Linked DNA regions of Triticum aestivum: region 1 is linked to region 2. Evidence: chromatin contacts called from public HiCAR-type data. All regions are on one chromosome and are shown on one strand. The core of a region is the stretch at or near the end of the contact, and the rest is flanking DNA. Distances in the headings are between cores, read along the strand shown.

Region 1 (2,700 bases), core at 138-2,637, 450 kb after region 2:
ATGAAAAGATATAACTAGCATGTCACTATGCCACTAAAGATCTCAGTCTCGTTCTTCTGCGTAGAAATTTGAAAAGGAGGTCCAAGCGGATTGTAAAATTTCTATGATTTTTCTCTGAAATTGAGACCAAAGAAATTTTTCCTTCATTTCTTTTTTCTATTCCTATGTGTTTCCCTCACTTTACCTTTGAACCAAAGGAGGGCTTCCACCTTACTCCTATAATGCATGTTTGTGCCTCTAAAGTCTAAACTCGTTAAAAAGGTCTACTTGGTCCCAAACGAGTTTCGCTGGCTATGACTATTGCCGTGGCAAGTTGACCACTCCACGGCGCCATCCTAGTTAGCTAGGACCCACATGACAGCTACCTCCATTTCTCTCTTCATCCTAGTATCAGTTATACCTTTATTTTTTATTTTTAAACAACAATACAAAGGAGCTTGATTCTCTGAAACGATTCGTTACAAGTCTATATTTCCCTTTATGGATAGGCTGAAAAGACTGTATGTTTATGAAATATTCTTGACAATCTTAGACCGATAGAGATCAAGTTTTTTTATTTATTTTTTGAAAAGGAGGGAATCCCCAGCCTTTGCATCAATATCAATTCTAAAGCTAAAGGTTTTAAACTTCTATTAAGTTTTAGAATTCCTGCGCCTCGTGCTCGAATGGACTTCCTTCGGGTTGACTCTAAAAAGGAATGCAAAACTATATACTTTGGGTGATCATGTAAATATCATAATATTGAAAATATAACATCTTACAGTTAATGCGGGATTTTTCTTTGACTCCTCAAAGTAATAAGTACTGAAAAGGTGCAGGGAAAGGAGAAGCGGATAGCCGCCTGCCTGCCAAAGGCCCCCGAGTAAGTTACCTTGAACTGCGTGGAGTTTTCGGCGCCGAGGGCGGCGGTGAGGGCGGCGATCTCGGCCTCGCTGGCGGCGAGCGACTGGTGCAGCAGCGCGCGCTCGCCGGTGGCCTCGTCGACCTTGCGGCGGTACACCCGCGTGCACTCCGCCTCCAGCTCGTGCACCATCCGCTCCCTCTCCTCCCGGCTCTTGCCTATCTCCCCCCACAGTTGCTGCACACACACATCCACTCCACATGTCAAACCACGACACTTGAAAACTCAAAGAACAGAACAGAGTCCAGCCGGCCGGGAGAGGATCGTCGGACGCACCCTGAGCTCCGCGAGCAGGGGCGCGCAACTGCCGACCTCGGCACCGCCGCCGGACAGGGCCAGCGGCGCCATGTTGTACAGCAGCTCGGCGGCGAGCTCTCCCATGGCCGTTGCACGCGTATGCTGGCTGGCTGTTGGAGACGAGACGACGATGCAGCAGCTAGCTCGAGAGTTGGGAGAGGGTTTAAGCGTCCAGCTAGCTAGAGGTAGACGTCGCTGATTGATGGATGGGTGCGTCGGGTGGAGAGGAGGGCATATATAGCTGAAAGTGCCAGGGCCTCGGGTCGGGAGGCCGGGCCCGCTCGCAGCCTCCGCGGCTCGGTACGCGACAAGTATCGGATGGCCCCGTGTGTAACCACTGACCAGCCAGCAGCCGCGCTGATGATGATGATGATGATCGACTGACTCCGTGTAGGGCAGAGCAAAAAGGAAAGGAAATACAGCATATTGGAAGAGAAGAGGAAGCCTGGCTAATAAAGCCAGCCAGGGTTTTGGTGTGTGATAATATGCTGCCTGATTTGTGGTTTGTTTATGCCTAATTCTGGCTGCGCTGCAGTTGGCCTGGAACCATCGTCGACCGATCATGCATGCTGGTCATGAACCCTAATTTTGAGATATGATATTGGCACTTGCCGACTTGCGCGCGTCACAAACAAATGAATTAAGAACGGCCGGGGTGTTTGCATCATCCGTTGCATTCCCACATGGAAAAAAAATTAGCTTTTGCTTAGCGGGCCTAGTCAAAATCAGATTGATGCGCATAGTTAATTGCATACATATATATACTCTGCAACTGACATGACATGCACGAGAAGTAGTGATAACAAGAACTCTCCGCCGGCTGTCCCTACCGAGATTTCGCACAACACTATATATTTATCTCGCTAGTCTAGTGCAACATGCGTCTCGTTAGTTAGGTACTATGTTTCATATTTACGTCAGGGTTTAGCAGAAGTTCAATATATAAAAAAAGATAGAAATCCGGACGGTGCAACGGAAAGATGTTTGCCCGTACTTTTCATGCATGGGAAAAGGAAGAAATTGCCATCTGACTAAGATTAAGAAGACCTACCCGAAACATAGATAATTTGCATCATCCGTTGCACTCCCACATGGATAAAAGAAAAGAATAAGCTTTGCTTTGCAGGCCATGTCGAAAAACAGAGCATGTAGCAGTATATACTCCCTTCGTTTCTAAATATAATCCTTTTTAGATATTTTAACATGGACTACGTACTGATGTATATAGACGTATTTTAGAGTGTAGATTTATTTTTTTTGCTCCACATGTAGTCCCTACTATAGAATCTCTAAAAGGGTTTATGTTTAGTAACCGAGAGAGTAGTTAATTGCATGCATATACTACTCTGCCACTGACATGACATGCACGAGTAGTTGATCGATGACTAAACCAGTAATAACAATCAATAACAAGAACACTCAGCCGGCTGCCCCTGATGAGATTTTGCACTATATGTGTGTCGCCACTTTAGTGCAACATGTGTATCAATGTTTGTTAGGTA
Region 2 (2,700 bases), core at 19-2,518:
CGGGCCGGAGCACGCCCTACCCATGACCATGATTGATCGATCGATCTCTCCGAACAAGACGCACCTGCCTGACACGGCCCGCGCGCGACGCGTGACCCAACCACTAACCAACTACTGCGGAGTGCGGACCGGCGGCGGCCCGGGCCTTGAGCCAGTCGACGACGTCGGCGAAGACCTGCTCCACGTTCTCCTCCGGCTCGCCGACGATCTGGTGCCACATCCCGGGGTACACGCGCAGCGTCTTGTCCTTGCTCCCGGCGCGGCGGTGCATCTCCTCCACGCACGCCGGGTCGCACACGGTGTCGTCGCCGCCGTGCACAGCCAGCAGCGGCAGCTCCACCTCCTCGAAGCGCGCCTGCAGCTCCCGGCACACCCGGAGGAGCTCGAGCGCGGTGGCGGCGCGGGGCGGCGCCGTGGTGCGGCGCGGGCTGGCCAGCGCGAGCGCGCGCTTCCACTCCACCTTGAAGGACCGGCCCGGGATGTTCCCCCTGGTGAAGGCGACGTGCCAGGTGGGCGCCACGGCGGCCGCCGCCCAGAGCAGGTGCTCCAGCGGCCACGGCGGCATGAACCGGGGGCTGACCCCGCACATGGCGCCGTTGAGCACGGCGCCGTCGCGCCAGCGCGGCTTGTCCCGGAGGTGCAGCAGCAGCGCGATGGCGCCGCCGAGGGACTCGCCGTAGAGGAAGCAGGGCAGCGGCGGCGGGTAGTCGGCGCGGAAGGGGGCGAAGGCGGCCTCGCAGTCGTCGAGCACCGGGGTGATGTCCGGGATGTGGGCCTGGAGGCCCTCGGAGAAGCCGTGGCCCTGGTGGTCCACGGCGGCGACGGCGAAGCCTTGCTTGGCGAAGTGGACGGCCGTCAGGAGCACCATCCAGCTGGACTCGCCGGTGAAGCCGTGGACGACGGCGATGGCGCCGAGGATGGGGGCGTCCCCGCTGGGCACCCAGCGCTGCGTGAAGATGCGGAGCCCCCGCGGGTTGACGAAGGTGGATGAGGAGTGCGTGACGCCGTGGCGTGCGTAGTACTCCTCGGCGGTGAGCCGGCCGAAGGGGCTCCGCTCGTCGGCCTCCGCCACCGGATGCACCATGATGGCTTTCTCCTGCTCTGACCCCGCTCTGCGCGCTCCCCTTGATTTGGTGTGTTCTTGGAGTAGTAGATGCAAACGAGGGCGAGAGGAGGGTATTTTATTTGGCAAGAAGTAGTACCAGACTCTACAGGCGGATCGGCCGATGACGGCTGATGAATGATGCTACTGTACTACGGTATGGCGTTGGCGTGGTACCGTCGATTCTTAACTAAAATATCATATTCAGGGTAGACAAATATAATACGATTTGTAGTACATATGAAATTTCTACAGAGTCCATTTGTTGTGTCGACCACAAAATGAAAGAAAAAATCTGTCACTCAGCGAAGAGGACAAAACGCATTTATTGATCAGCGTACATTGATTTTCCTGGCGCAGCTTCGCACCTACTCGTCTTTACAGCAGTGTGTGTAGACTGAAGAACCGATGGGGATGTCCTTTTCGTTCCAAATCACGTACCCGGAATTAAATTCTCGTGAACCAGATCTACAGCTTTTCATTGCGCCAAACAAATCAATTTCCTGGTACGACCTCGTTCCATCTGGGATTCTGGGGTGTTCGATATGCTTCTCCATGCTGCATTTTACATGCCTTCAACGAGAGGTCACTTTTTTGCCGGAAAAACTTTCAATCTATTCATTTTCAATCATGGCAGTACAACGAATACCAGAAATAAAAATTACATCTAAATTCGTAGACCACCTAGCGACGGCTACAAGCACCAAAGCGAGCCGAAGGCGCGCCGCCGTCATCGCTCCTCCATCGCTGGAGCCGGGCACAACTTGTTGTAGTAGACAGTCGGGAAGTCGTCGTGCTAAGGCCCCATAGGACCAGCACCCCAGAACAGCAACCGCCGCCGATGAAAAATAACGTAGATCGGAAGGATCCAAACCGAAGACACACGAACGTAGACGAACAACGACGAGATCCGAGCAAATCCACCAAAGATAGATCTGCCAGAGACACACATCCACACGCCCACCAACGATGCTAGACGCACCGCCGGAACGGGTGCTAGGCAGGGAGACCTTTATTCCATCTTCAGGGAGCCGCCACCGTCTCGCCTTCCTGAGTAGGACACAAACCCTAACAAGATTGAAAAAACGACTAAAAACGGAGCCCTCCTGCCGGCCCTTGCCAGGATCCACCGCGCCTCCATGGCCCTAGGGCCACCGGAGGCGAGGCGGACCTGTGTCGGCGCCGGCGAGAGGCACAAACCCTAACTTTCTTTTTTGGAGGAGGAGGAGGAGGTGGAGGAGGAGCCCTAACGAGAGGTCACTTGGTACCCTAGCCGATCCCTTCTCCGGCTTAGTGGAGTATAATTTTTACTCCAACTCCCAATATTTCCTTAAATCTCCTTAAATTTACTCACTACCGCGGCGCCCGAGTAAAATAGGCGCCTCTCTTCCTCCTCCCCTCCCCTCCCTCGCCACCCTGTCTCCCGCCGCCGCAGCCGCCATGTCCCTCCGCTGCCACCGACGATCGGCCGGCCGAAAAGGATAGCCCGGTCCTTTCCTCACTCCATCGGACAGAAATCACCCACGCGCCGCCGCCCATGCCCAAGAAGAGTTTGGGGATGAAAAAACCCACCGCGTCCAAGCTCCTCCTCCAACTGC

Evidence for each region. HiCAR-type assays count read pairs that join an accessible place to other places.
Region 1: a HiCAR-type map of leaf shows a contact between it and region 2, with 6 times the contacts expected there. The contact joins the promoter of LOC123090888 here to the promoter of LOC123090887 in region 2. A contact is called at or near these places in 3 of 5 Hi-C or Micro-C datasets (leaf and an unstated tissue) and 1 of 1 datasets of contacts at active chromatin or transcription factors (leaf).

Annotation. Positions count from the first base shown.
Region 1 is chr4B:42,487,511-42,490,210 of IWGSC CS RefSeq v2.1, forward strand. It overlaps LOC123090888 (65-kDa microtubule-associated protein 6), which reads right to left and starts at 1,388. Exons shown (of 10, transcript XM_044512245.1): 1 at 1,178-1,388; 2 at 872-1,078. The coding sequence starts at 1,282.
Region 2 is chr4B:42,038,288-42,040,987 of IWGSC CS RefSeq v2.1, forward strand. It overlaps LOC123090887 (caffeoylshikimate esterase), which reads right to left and starts at 1,269. Exons shown (of 1, transcript XM_044512244.1): 1 at 1-1,269. The coding sequence starts at 1,084. The coding sequence ends at 104.